Linked DNA regions of Zea mays: region 2 is linked to region 1. A link is a contact called in public Hi-C data. All regions are on one chromosome and are shown on one strand. Each heading gives the region's core, a stretch centred on a gene start, on an enhancer-like site or on the middle of the called end of the contact. The rest is flanking DNA. Distances are from core to core; before and after follow the strand shown.

Region 1 (7,602 bases), core at 3,219-5,718:
TGGCACTGCTGTTTTCTTCGACGGCATGACGAAGGTCGATGCTTGCCGAAAGTGGTCGAATGAGTTCACCGGAGGTGGGTGCCAATGTTGGTCCTTGTTCTCAGATGTTATACACCAAGAACAAAGCAACAGAATTGTTAATGATTAGAGACCTTCGTCCTTCAGAACATTATCTCCCTTCGGATATAATGATCTTCAGACGAAGGTCATGAAGGACATACCTTCATCACCTCAATAATCAAGTATAAATGAAGACACATAAAACACAAAAGAATGCAAATAATGATGATATATCGATAAATTGTTTACATTCATAAACATGGGTAAATATTCATGATATTCATATTTTATTGATACCTTCGGTTTGTCAGAAGGCGTGAACGTGAGAGTGGCGCGAGAGTTATTACCGCACAACGTGAACAGTATAGTGTTACTGTTCATCTATTTATAGGCACAGGGCGAAGCTCGGATAAAATTACATTCATGTCCCTAACTTTTACTGCTAACAATAAAGCAGACCGTCAAGGGTCAAGTAGTCTTTTCTCCTTTAGGTCGGTTCCGTCGACCACCTTCATCGTTGTGCTAAAGCCGAAGCTTTTTCGGCCACAGCTTCGGCGCCCGTTCATCCTACTCCTGGGTTGTATCTCCATATTTGCATGCTTTCATCCCAAAGCCAAAGCCTCCTGTATCAGTCTGTGTTACACTGAAAAACATATTAGTCACGTTTTTGAGGACCTTCAGAAGAGGAAGGCCCCCAACAAACATGATCATAACAACTATCATGATAAGCAACACTAGAAACATTCTTAACATCGTCATAAAGATAGGTATGGTTCTTTTTGTCATGTGAAGAATAAGAGCTACTAGCCATAGGAGCCTTCCCTTTCTCCTTGATGAGATTGGAGGCCCATTGACTTGTTAAGTTCTTGGTTCCTTTTTGGAAGCCAAGTCCATCCTTAATGGAGGGATGTCTACCAATGGTGTAGACATCTCTAGCAGATTTTATTTTATCATTTTCACTCTTGCAAGTCTTAAGTTGAGCATTAAGATTTGCAACATCATTATTCAACTTAAGAATTGTGGAAGCATGAGCATTGCAAGCATCAATATCAATATCTTTACACTTATTACAAATAGACACATGGTCCACAAATGAACTAGTAATATTCACTCTTTCTAGCTTAGCATTTAAATCAGCATTTAAACTCTTAAGGCTAGACATAGATTCATTGCAATAAGATAATTCAAAAGAAATAATTTCATTTCTTTTAACCTCTAAAGCAAGAGATTTTTCAGCATTGACAAGTTTATCGTGTTCTTCATAAAGAATCTCTTCTTGTTTTTCTAACAACCTATCTTTCTCATTAAGAGCATCAATTAATTCATTAATTTTATCAACTTTGGATCTATCTAAACCCTTAAAGATATCACTATAGTCTATATCATTATTAGATTCCTCATCACTAGAAGAAGTGTACTTAGGAGTATCTCGAGTACGCACCTTCTTCTCCTTAGCCATGAGGCATGTGTGATGCTCGTTGGGGAAGAGGGAGGACTTTTGAAGGCGGAGTCAGCCAGTCCTTCATCATCGGAGTCGGATGAAGAACAGTCAGAGTCCCATTCCTTGCCAATGTGTGCCTCCCCTTTGCCTTCCTGTAGTTTTTCTTCCTCTCTTTCTTCCCTTTATTTTATTGTGCCTGGTCATTATCATTATCGAGACATTGTGCTATAAAATGACCAGACTTACTGCATTTGAAGCAGGAGCGCTTTCCCTTTGATTTATTCTTGTTGAGATACTCCTTGCGTCCCTTCAAAGCGGTCTTGAAGCGCTTGATTACAAGCGCCATTTCCTCCTCGTTGAGTCCAGCAGCCTCTACTTGTGCCACCTTGTTAGGTAGCGTCTCCTTGCTGCTTGTTGCCTTGAGGACAACACTCTGCGGCTCGTAGAGTGGGAATGGTCCATTGGCGATGTCATCAATGTACCTAGCCTCCTTTATCATCATGCGCTCGCTTACGAATTTTTCGAGAATTTTCTCGGACGTCATCTTGGTGTACCTGGGATTCTCACGAATAAGGTTTACAAGATGAGGATCAATAATGGTAAATGACCTTAGCATGAGTCGAACAATGTCATGGTCCATCCATCTTGTACTCCCATAACTCTAGATCTTGTTCACCAGGGTCTTGAGCCTGTTGTACGTTTCGGTTGGCTCGTCTCCCCTTTTCATGGCGAACCTCCCAAATTCTCCTTCCACCAGTTCTATCTTTGTGATCATGGTGGCGTCATTTCCCTCATGAGAAATCTTGAGGGTGTCCTATATTTACTTGGCATTGTCCAAGCCGCCGACTTTATTGTACTCATCCCTGTATAGAGATGCTAACAACATAGTAGTAGCTTGGGCATTCTTATGAATTTGCTCGTTAATAAATATGGGATTATCGCTACTATCAAAATGCATTCCATTTTCCACTATTTCCCAAATGTTAGGATGGAGAGAAAATAAATGACTACACATTTTATGACTCCAGAAAGAATAGTCTTCTCCATCAAAGTGAGGGGGTTTTCCAAGTGGAATAGAAAATAAATGTGCATTTGAATTGTACGAATTGTGAGAGTAATCAAATGAATAATTTTGATTAACCGTTTTGTTTTTCGTGGACGAGTCTTCGTCATCATCGTCCTTTGGTGAAGAAGAGGAGGCGTCGCTGTTGTAGTAGATGATCTTCTTGATGCACCACTTCTTCTTTCCATCTTCCTTCTTATTGTTTGAGCCTGGGTTGGTGGGCTTTTCACATTTTGGCTCATCAACATAGAGAGTCTCCTTCTCCTTGTCATTGATCACCATCCCCTTGCCTTTAAGATCCATCTCTTCCAGCAGTTAGTCCTTGAATGAAGAGTACGACTCTGATACCAATTGAGAGCACCTAGAGGGGGGGGGGTTGAATAGGTGATCCTGTAAAAAACGGCTCGACAAAACAAACTTGGACTAATATTGTATTAGTGAAAGCTAAGACCAAGTTCGAGTGAGGAGTATGAGCGGAGTAAACTTCTTCACTTAATTGCTCTTCACAAGGTGAGTTTTAAACTTAGAGCAATAATATAAATGAAGTAGATAGAGAGAGAAAATCACACAGGAATAAAGACATGTGACACAACGATTTTTATCCCGTGGTTCGGTCAAGTAGAATACTTACCTACTCCACGTTGTGGCGTCCCAACGGACGAGGGTTGCACTCAACCCCTTTCAAGTGATCTAAAGATCAACTTGAATACAACAGTTCTCTTTATCTCAACAATATCCCTTTCTGAGGAATCTCCACAATTTTAGAGTCCCTCACGCCTTACACAATTGATCTCAAATAAATACACGAGTAAGGAGGAATAGAAACACACGCAAGAGCGAGAGTTGCAGCAACAACACGCACACAAGACAAGAACGAGCACACAAAACAACACGGCGGAGTTACAACTCAAAGAAGTGCTCGAATCTCTATCACAATGAACCAAATGTGTGTTTGCGAAGTCTCGGCGTTGTAGGATGTTCAATGGAGGCTTGATGTTCTGCTCCATGCGCCTAGGGGTCCCTTTTATAGCCCAAGGGAGCTAGGAGGCATTGGAGCTCCATTTGGTAGGCTTTCTTTGCCTTCTGCCCGCAGGTGTACCGGACTATCCGGTGCACACTGGACAGTGAAGAGTACGCGCACTGGAGAATCCCCTGATTGGCTGGTTTCCGCTTCTGGGGGCACCGGACTATCTGGTGTGGGGCACGAGACTGTCCGGTGCGCCACTTGACCATTGGCCCTCTGACCTACATGGTAGCTAGTCGTTAGCGGCTGGCACACCGGACTGTCCGGCGCCTCGCGGGGACGGTCCGTTGAATTATAGCTGTCGTAGGCTAGAATTCTCGAGAGCGTCCAGTTGGCCGGACCGTGCATCAGACTGTCCGGTGTGCACGTTATAAACGAATGACTAATGCTAAAGGTCCGAAAACACCTTCCGTGAGCATGTTATTAAAAAAACGGAGTAAACATATTTTGCAACGGTCCACTGAGCAGAGAGTTGAAGTGGCACGACTCCTCAACTCCACCGCTTACCAGGTTATATAAGCTAGGCGGCCCGATTAATTTGTTACAATATTTATTGCTTGCACCAATCTAATTCCACAAATTTCTCTGGATCTAAAGCTCTCTTTTTATAGTTGACTCCGCCAACCATCCAAAAGTCCTACATGATATATTTCGTAGTGTGTTGTCCGACACTTGTGACATAATAACATCATAAAGTCTTCTATAAACTACTCCTTCTCTATTTTAGTTAAAAATAACTAAAGTATTATATTATTAAATTTGTTCAAATAACTCTTTCATTATACAAGTTATATATTTAACATTTGGTCTATTTCTTGTGGTCACAAAATGTGACAAGTCCGTGAGCGTACTACTGTATAACCCATTTTTCTCTCTCCATTTGTTCTTTTATCTCAGTACAAATCTAATATGACCCACTCGGATGATTTTCGCCTCGGCTGTGTTAACAGAACTCTGCCCAAGAATCGTCGACCACCGCGCACATCACCTGTTCGACGAAACGCTCCCTCGGACAGCATATGTGTTCGACCGGTCTACAAGGGCGACGGGTCAGCCGCCAGCCGCCGCGAGGTTCGTGCTGATCCGAGAGCTGCACCCGCTGGGCACGGAGATGACACGGGCTCTGTCGACTGCCAACTGCCATGCCGCCATGGAGATGACACACGGACGGACGAGTGGTCTGTGTGCCGACGGATCAACGTATGGTTCGTATTCGTAACTACCCTCTGTTTTTTAGGGAAAAAACAACCCTCTGTTCACTTTTTTTGAAGCCCTTTTGATGCCCACTTGATCTGGGGTACTCTCTGCCAGTCTCGTGAATTGCGTTGCCGACAAGGAAGGGCGCACGAAGATGCATCAAGACGGCTAGATGGCCCCGTAGCTTTATCCCTTTTTGCAGGTTGAATGACGATGGGAAATAGTTGTTTAGTTGAACTGTTGAAGGTCACCAGTTGATCACGGATACAAGGATAGAATCCTTGGTGCATTAGCTGTTGCCATTCTACAGCAACCCCTCCCCGAGTTAGGCTGCTTAGCAAGCTCAGTTTATTTTCAGAGCTATCACCTTTGCCCCCGAGTTAGCTCTGAAAATTCTGAAGCGCTTAGCAAGCACATATTATTTTCCAAATCAACAGAGGCTTTCAACCATGTGTAGTCATCAATCAACCACTTGCTAGTACTCAGTCTGTACTGCCCTAAAGTTAAGCTTTGATTGAACATATTGTCAAAAAGCTACTCTCCTTTGCTTAAACAAAGGTGAGGACAAGGAATGTCTTGGGAGCACCAAACACACTCTCACTTCCAATAATGCACCATTAAAAATTCATGCAATTTGAGTTGCCCCTATATTGGCGAAGCCTTGCACATCATTCGAATCAAGCATGTGACGTGGCTTCAGACAATTATAATAGCTTGTTGGTGTTGCCATCTCAGTTGCTCAGCTGATTATCAGTAATATACTGATATGTGTGTGTCCTTTTCTGCCAAAAAAATTTGTTGTTTACTTGTTAAAGTAAAGCAGTCCTCAGAACGCTGGCCATTGTTTGATGCATAGAAATTAAACCACAAGTTGATGATAAACAAAACTACATATAATTCAACTTTCTCAAGGTGGAAAATGTTAAATCCATAGAAAGTGCTTGCTGGATCACTTTGTTTGTGTGCCTTTGATTATATGTTGGTGACAACGAATATATCCTAACAAGTTGCTGTCAGGCAGATCATCACCTTGGGTAGACATGTCTGCCTCCACACAACTTCTTGGTAGCAAACCATGTTGAAAGTCGCCTAGAGGGGGGGTGAATAGGGCGAAACTGAAATTTACAAATATAAACACAACTACAAGCCGGGTTAGCGTTAGTAATAAAGAAACGAGTCCGCGAGAGAGGGCGCAAAACAAATCCCAAACGAATAAGCAAGTGAGACACGGAGATTTGTTTTACCGAGGTTCGGTTCTTGCAAACCTACTCCCCGTTGAGGAGGCCACAAAGGCCGGGTCTCTTTCAACCCTTCCCTCTCTCAAACGATCCACGGATCGAGTGAGCTTTCTCTTCTCAATCACTTGGAACACAAAGTTCCCACAAGGACCACCACAAGTTTGGTGTCTCTTGCCTCAAATTACAAGTGAGTTTGATTGCAAAGAAGGGATCAAGAAAGAAGAAAGCAATCCAAGCGCAAGAGCTCGAAAGAACACAAGCAAATCACTCTCACTAGTCACTATGGCGTTGTGTGGAATTTGGAGAAGATTTGATCTCTTTGGTGTGTCTAGAATTGAATGCTAGAGCTCTTGTAGTAGTTGGGAAGTGGAAAACTTGGATGCAATGAATGGTGGGGTGGTTGGGGTATTTATAGCCCCAACCACCAAACTTGACCGTTGGCTGTGCTGTCTGTTCGATGGCGCACCGGACAGTCCGGTGCACACCGGACAGTCCGGTGCCCCCGCCACGTCACCAGTGCCGTTGGAAATCGACCGTTGGAGTTCTGACTTCTGGGCCCGCCTTGATGTCCGGTGGCGCACCGGACATGGACTGTAGAGTGTCCGGTGCGCCAGCATGGGTGTGCCTGTCCTCTGCGCGCGCTGGCGCGCAATAAATGCGCTGCAGGTAGCCGTTGCTCCGCAGATGCACCGGACAGTCCGGTGCACACCGGACAGTCCGGTGAATTATAGCGGAGCGGCTGGAATGAAAACCCGAGGCTGGCGAGTTCCTGAGGCCGCCCTTCCTTGGAGCACCGGACATGTCCGGTGCACACCGGACAGTCCGGTGAATTATAGCGCGAGTGCCTCTGGAAATTCCCGAAGGTGGCGAGTTCGAGTTGGAGTCCTCTGGTGCACCGGACATGTCCGGTGGTGCACCGGACACTGTCCGGTGGCACACCGGACAGTCCGGTGTGCCAGACCAGAGGTGCCTTCGGCTGCCCCTTTGCTCTTTTGTTGAACCCAACTCTTGGTCTTTTTACTGGCTAAGTGTGAACCTTTAGCACCTGTATAACTTATACACTAGAGCAAACTAGTTAGTCCAAAGATTTGTGTTGGGCAATTCAACCACCAAAACTAATTAGGGACTAGGTGTAAGCCTAATTCCCTTTCACATGTCTTCAGCATCCTCGCCTACTCTATCTATTATGATAATCGCGGGCTGCTTTAGCACCATCTACCGTACCCTACTGTTATGTGCACCTCAACAATTGTCAACACATTCTCTGCTGGTCTCTTGAGATTGATGCATGATTGGGGCCCTCTACCTTGTACATCCAATGTTGGCAACATTAATGCATGACTTCATCCATGGAGCATTATTGGGATTGGCAACCCGAGTGCATGTTTACTCCATAGCGGATTGACTACATCAACCCTCACTTGACTATGTTTTCATCTTCATCTAAGTCCTCGATGGCCTTAACTGCATCGACCTCGACATTGCCGCTTCTACGACAACTATCTTGACACATCTCCCTCATCAACACAACACCAGTTTGCACCAACAGCTTCATGTGTGGTCAACTTGATATCACTTA
Region 2 (7,424 bases), core at 2,105-4,604, 170 kb before region 1:
TCCTATATAACCTGTACTCTTGTATGTTTTCGTTTTGCTAATAAATTTAAAAAAAAAATCAAACTCCAAAGACAGCAAGGCAGGGCCACTGCGCCAGTACACTTCAAAACAGTACCATGTCCATTTACATGCCAGTTTAAGTGCACCGGGGGACCTCTACCGCTTTACAAATTTCAAGAAAATATACTTCCCATAAGATAAATGAAAAAGGGACATAAACCATATTTTAGATACAAAATCTGCAGAACTATCTACAGCTTATAATTTATTGCTCTCCAATAATTCCACAATATCAATGGTACAGGGCAGGCCTAGTGCAGTGGTGAGAGCTATCTCACTCACTCATTCACCAGGTCACGGGTTTTCGAAACAGCCTCTCCATATTTACAGGGAGAAGGCTTGTCTCAGTTTATCCCTTTCACAAACCCTACTTATCTAGTAGCCTTTGGCACTGGGTCTACCCTTTTATCAACGGTATACTAACAAGATCCACAACAATGAGAGATACAAACCAGCACAAAAAGATCAGATAAATCATGTCGAATGTTCAAAGATACAAAAACTGGAGATCAACAACAGAACTCCAACTGCAACCAGACTATTTATGGGCATATAGATAAGATCATAACTCTTCAAGAGATCTCACAAAGTTAAGCTCTCAGGATCCTCAATAACCTTTGCAAAAGTTTGTAGGAATGCTGCCAAATCAGCCCCATATACAATCCTGTGATCAGCAGTGACATTGACCTAAAAAAATGTTCAAACAGCTTAGTTAAATACAAATGCCCTGATGCTGTAATTTCATACTCTATGTCCACTATGCCATAGCCACAATTCTGGCGAAATATTGCCAGTATAGTCCAGAACAATCTGTTCAACACAAGAATTATTACTAACACATTCCTAATGGCAATCAACCAAAGAAGTCCCAACTCCTAGCTGGCAATGATACTTCCACACAATAAAACCACCAATATACAACTCAAACAGACTTTGACTACAAGTTGTGGTGCTTGGTACCACCGTACTAGTGAATTGTATATTTTTCATTGCAAAATTACTTATCTTAGGCCAGCAAATCTATTTCTATGATTTAGACAGAAGCATAGAATAAAATCTACTCCTGTTTCAAAATGCAAGTCATTTTAGCATTGTCTTGTGTCAAACTTCTCCAACTATGACCAAGCTTATAGAAAATATATTAACATCTACACTAGCAATAAATGCATTATCAATACATACTCCATGGTGGATTTAATGAAAGTATGAAACTAAATTGGTGTTGTAGATATCAGTGCATTTTTTTTCTAAACTTGGTCAAAGGTAGAAAAGTTTCACTTAGGGAAAAACAAGAACAACCTACATTTTGAAACGTCATGAGTAATTATTATAGACAATAACTGTAATTATGCAATACTATTGGACATCTTGTCATCATAATTAACTAATGGCATTAAACCATGAAAAACACTTCAGATGACATATCTGACAAACCTCTACGACATAATAACTACATGTCATGAATACATTTTAAAAAATTGGTAGGATGTAGAAGTAAAACTATAAACATTTCACCATACTGATACATTATATGCAAATAACAGATGTCTATTACAATCAGGTACACAACTAACCAGCATTTTGCTCTTGACGCTAAAGAAACCATCTTTATCAGCCACAACTGTAGGTTTCGAGGCTCCAACAGCCATAATAGCTCCCTGCACTCATTGATACTCGAATATTAATCTTTGTATACATATTACAGTTTACATAGACTAGGAAGAAAAGGAAGTAAGCCCACCTGGCCAGGTGGAAGGATTGCATCAAACCGATCTACACCAAACATACCCAGGTTGGACAGTGTAAAAGTCCCTGCAAATAATCTTCAGGTAAGCATGTTCATAGAAGATTTGCAAAGGCAATCTAATACACTATGCAATGCCATGAATTCCATACCAGAGCTGTACTCATTTGGTTGGAGCTGTTTTGCTCGTGCTTTCTTCACTAGATCCTTCCAATTTTGCGAGAGCAAATATATATCCAGCTACAGTGTAACATTCAACAAGCTGTTTGATGAACTTGTTTGCTAAAACTGCGAATTGAAGCCGAATTTATCACAAAGATTGTACGTACCTTGTCAGCATCCTGAAGAACAGGTGTAATAAGGCCACCATCAATTGCCACAGCCACTGCAATGTTGATGTTACTGTTGTATGTGAAGCTCTTTCCATCCCTGCAGCTAGCATTGACAACAGGGTGCTGTGCAAGAGCCATGGCTGCAGCCTTCGCCAGCAGCACTGTCATTGTCACTCCCTTTGGCTTAACCTGTCAAAATCAAATCAGTCTAATTAGTAATCAGGAAGCAGGCTAAGGAAAACAAAGGAGCCTCAAGGTGCCCTGCTTCAAATCCTTACCTTTTCATACAGCTCGTCGAGTTTATCAGTAATAATGGGGTACCCAACGCGGAATGCTGGCACTGCCAGACTCTCCACCATGTTCTTGCTCACTGCAGCCTGCATGGTAGTGAATGGAACAACAGTCGCGCCAGGAACCGGTGGTAGAACTGCCGATTGAGGCACCGCACCCACTGAAGGTGCAGCCACAGGTGGTGGCGCAGCAGCAGCAGGAGCGGGCTTTGACTTCGGCTGGATTCCGGCAGCCGCCTCGACATCTGCCGACGTAATTCGACCATACGGCCCGGTGCCAGTCACCTTGGCAAGGTCCACCCTGTGCTGCTTAGCCAGCTTCTTAGCGTGCGGGCTGGCAATGCCCTTCGTACCCACGGCCACCGGCGTGGGAGCAGTGGCCGGAGCAGAAGGAGGGGGCGGCGTCGCTGCGGCATCCTCCGTCGGAGCAGGAGGCGCCTGCTGCGGCTGCCCGTTGGAGAGCTCCTGAGCCTTGGCGAGAGCGAGCGGCACCTCCTCCTCTGACTCCGCGAGCAGCGCGATGGGCGCGCCCACCGGCGCCGACTCGCCAGCCTGGACGAGGACCACCGCCACGATGCCGTCGTGGAAGGTCTCAACGTCCATGTCGGCCTTGTCAGACTCGACGACCACGACGGCGTCACCCTTGGAGACGCGATCACCCTCTCCAGCGGACCAGGAGACGATCTTGCCCTCCGTCATGGTGGAGCTCAGCGCCGGCATGAAGATCTCCCGGATCTTGGCGCGCACCACCATCCGCCCGCGCTGCGGCTGCCTCCAGCGCATGCCCGCCAGCACCGCTGCGGCACGGAGCCGGGTGGGCAGGGTAGAGGCGGAGAGCGAGAGGGATGCGGGGGCCGTCGCCATTGGAGAAGAATGTTCGACGTCGGAGGCGGAGGCGGGGAGGAGTGGAGGGCTTTGGCTGGTTTGGTATAGGGTGGTGGAAAGCAGAGAGGATGGCGGAGAAAGCAAGGCGAGGATGGCTTTGCAAACTCCGATGAAGCTGTCATGGACCGGGCTTTATCTTACTGTGGCCCACCTAGGTCATTAAACCAGTCTAGCCCATCGACGGAGGTTGTGAGCCCAGACCATTTACGGTCATCAAATATCTGGCCCATGTAAATTCATATTATTATTCATGGGCCAATTCTTAGGAGAATTCAATCTATAATACCACTTCCAACGGCAACAACAAATATGCAATCAGATTTTATGTGCAACATGCAAGCGAAGTTTCTGGCCCGTTAGATTATGATTCAATCATGTATTACATTTAACACTTAAACCCCCTAATAAACCATGATTAAGTCTACAGTTAGATTATAATCTAATGGACCAAGAGACTTGATTGCACGCTTGCATATAAGGCATGATTGCATATTAGTTGTTGCCCTAAACAATACCACTGCTAAGTAATCAATTTGCTTGGCTCTAATCTATATTGGCTTCTACTGCTTCTACAGTGTTATGTCTCTATGAATTACAGTTGCAGTAGTCCAAACAATCGACTTTAATACGAAGCGAACAACCCCAAGGTTAGAGGTCTAAGATGTACCACTCTTAAACTATTACCCCTTTAAAAATACCATGATAGCCACTAATCCCCATCTTTCCCTATACTAATCAAGTGTTGACACTATGTTTGTCGTACTTGAACAAATTTACACCCCTCACTATAGAGACCAGACGTGTTGAATGCATCATAACAATTATAATTCACGAAGTTCCAATGTATAATAGTAAAGGTCAACACAATGTTTTAATATTTAAGATGTATCTAATTTAAATATTTCATAAACGGTAACAAAACATTTCTACAACACAATAGTAAGTTCACAATCCAATGACATAGTGCAAAGTTATAAAGGAACATTACAACACTTCTTAAACAAGTCATTCATTTTGATGCTGACTCACATCCTTCTTGAGACAACACTGACAAACATCTTGCTGCAGTTGTCAAGCACCACCACATCAACTGCAGCAAGATGTTTGTTAGTGTTGTCTTAAGATATCATAGGGTCATCAAGCACTACCACATCAACTGCAGCAAGATGTCTGTTAGTGTTGTCTCAAGAAGGATGTGAGTCAACATCAAAATGAATGACTTGTTTAAGAAGTGTCGCAGTGTTCCTTTTTGGAACCTTTGCACAATGCAAGATATTTAAATTAGATGCATCTTAAATATTAAAACATTGTGTTGACCTTTACTCGGATTATAATTTGGAATTTCATGAAATATAATTTTTGTGATGCAATCAAAGCGACTAGTTTGTATAGTGAGGGGGCAAATTGGTTCAACTATGACAAACTTAATGTTAAAACTTGATTATTATAGGGAAAGATGGGGATTAGTAGCTATCATGGTATTGTTTGAAGGCAGAGTAGTTTAGGATCGGTATATCATAGACCTCTAATCTTAGCAATGGTATTGTTTAGATCCACCTATTTAGAAATGGTATAAATTGAATTCTCCTGCTAATTCCTACGTCAGTTTACAAAGATGGCTTTGGACCATGTACTAAGGAGGTGTTTGGTTCTAGGACTAAAATTTAGCACATGCCATATTGGATGTTTGAATGTCTACTACAAGTATTAAATGCAATCTAATTAAAAACTATAAAACTAAAGACTAAATGAGGAGCAAAAATTTTTAAACCTAATTAATCCATGATTAGCAAAAGTTTACTGTAGCATCACATGAGCACATGGAATAATTAGTTTTAATAGGTTGGTCTTATTGTTTAGTTCTCATTTATGTAATTAATTTTTTAATTAGATTATATTTAATACTTTTAAGTTTTAACTAGCATCAAACATCCATGTGACAGTTACTAAACTTTAGCGTCAGTAAACAAATAGGCCCTAAAATGATGGGCTTCAATCTAGCTTATTTCGTTAGGCACACAACTTCTACCACAGAACACCAAGCCGAGAAGGACCTATCCCGTAGGCCACAACGATCCCATCCAGCTCCTCCTCGCAACCAAATCTGTCGTCTCTACCGACGCCGCAGCCAGCATCATCGGAGGGTTCCGCACACCCTCGATGAATACGGACATCACTGCATCAACGAAGCTAGAGTACCCGGTCGTGGACCAGAACCCGACCTTTACCAAGGTGGTCGACAACTTCTCTGTGCTCGATTACATGCACCTCTCCACCATCTTCGCGATCTCCATCATTGTTGGTTACCTCTCCAGCTCACCTCCCCTCCTAGACCACTCCCCTTATAGATCCCCTCCCCTCGTAGATCCCCACCCAAACCTAATCTCCCACTTCAACCCTATCAGTAGCTCGGACCCACGCTTGTCGTCTAGGGATCAAGCCGGGGATCCGGGGTCCGTCGATGGTCACGGGTGGGCCTATCGGGGTCATGGGAGGGTTCGTGTACGCCTACTAGAACTCAGTTGGCTGCCTAATGGGATTCTTCCCCAACGAAGTCGAGGTCGCGCGCTACCAGCACAAGCTATAGCGAGGATCCAGCTTAACTGCATCTCTCTTTTTGCAGCTGTTATGTCCTTTTCTTTCATGACCTCGTATTAGCTTCAGTTCTTGATCTAGACACCTATACCCTTGGTTGAATAAATGTTGTTGTTGTTGCATAGCTATGATGATTGGATGATACAATTCACCACCTCTTGAAGTTGTTTGCTGAGAATTTCATTTCCATTTCAGTGAAGTTATGAGTATTGAAGTGATTTATGCTCGCCTCCTTTTGATGTTGTTTGGTGAGAAGGTCATCGACATTTCAATAAAGTGATTTCTTCTGTTGCATAGTAAAGTGATTAATGCTTGTTCGCTTCAAACTAAAGCCAGTTGTTCGTACTATTGCAACTGCAATTCAAAGAGACAAAACACTATAGAAGCAGTGTCAGTGTTTCGAACCTCGTTCAGACAAGTAAATTTATTGTGCGCGTTCTGGGCTCTGGACGGTGTGCATGGTGGCCACAAGATTTATAGTAGTTTGGACAGAACGTCCCTACATTCAGTCATTAGTGGCTTGCTCTACCAGCACCATTGATGATCAAACTTGTGGTTAAAATATGGTTTGTTGTTCGAACAAACTTGTGGTTAAAAGATGGTTCGCCATTCGAACAACGTTTGTTGATGACGGGGTGTGCGGGGCGACCGTTGTCACTTGGTTTCGATGAGCTTTTATGGCCGATATCCTACACTCGGCTCTCAAGATGGATTTTGCAAATATGTTTTATTCACTGTTTGCTTGAAGGGTTCATAGACGGGGCGCATATCCGCTCCGGCTAGACATGTACCATGGACTCTCGTTGGAAGTGAAAGGGATTTAGGCTTACCTAAATGATTTTGGTGGTTGAATTGCCCAACACAAATAATTGGACTAACTAGTTTGCTCTAGTGTACAAGTTATACAGGTGCCAAAGGTTCACACTTAGCCAATAAAAAGACCAAGTATTGGGTTCAACAATAGAGCAAAGGGATAACCGAAGTGTGCCCTGGTCTGGCGCACCGGACTGTCCAGTGTGCCACCGGACAGTGTCCGGTGCACCAGGGGACTTCACACTGAACTCCTCACCTTCGGGAAAATCCAGAGGTGCTCCGCTATAATTCACCGGACTGTCCGGTGTACACCGGACAGTGTCCGGTGCCCCAGGGAAGAGCGGCTCTGGAACTCGCCAGCCTCGGGAAATTGCTCCGCAATAATTCACTGGACTGTCCGGTGTACACCGGACTGTCCGGTGAACCAGCAGAGCAACGGCTACTTCGCGCCAACAGTCACCTGCAGGCGCATTTAATGTGCGCCAGAAGCGCGCAGAAGTCAGGCACGCGCGAGACGGTGCACCGGACAATCTACAGTACTTGTCCGGTGTGCACCGGACAGCCAGGCGGGCCCAGAAGTCAGAAGCTCCAACGGTCGAATCCCAACGGCCTGGTGACGTGGCTGGCACACCGGACATATCCGGTGTGCACCGGACTGTCCGGTGCACCATGCGACAGACAGCACCACCAAACGGCTAGTTTGGT

What was found. A called contact is a pair of places that touch in the nucleus more often than the background predicts.
Region 2: a contact with region 1 is called in a Hi-C map of ear, with 2.1 times the contacts expected there. The contact joins the promoter of LOC100272519 here to the promoter of LOC103643286 in region 1. A contact is called at or near these places in 3 of 25 Hi-C or Micro-C datasets (ear, leaf and tassel).

The regions. Positions count from the first base shown.
Region 1 is chr1:219,428,008-219,435,609 of Zm-B73-REFERENCE-NAM-5.0, reverse strand. It overlaps LOC103643286, which reads left to right and starts at 4,468. Exons shown (of 7, transcript NM_001369877.1): 1 at 4,468-4,793.
Region 2 is chr1:219,600,664-219,608,087 of Zm-B73-REFERENCE-NAM-5.0, reverse strand. It overlaps LOC100272519, which reads right to left and starts at 3,354. Exons shown (of 6, transcript NM_001146988.2): 1 at 2,415-3,354; 2 at 2,134-2,325; 3 at 1,957-2,044; 4 at 1,802-1,872; 5 at 1,635-1,718; 6 at 229-747. The coding sequence starts at 3,290. The coding sequence ends at 643. It also overlaps the pseudogene LOC118476122.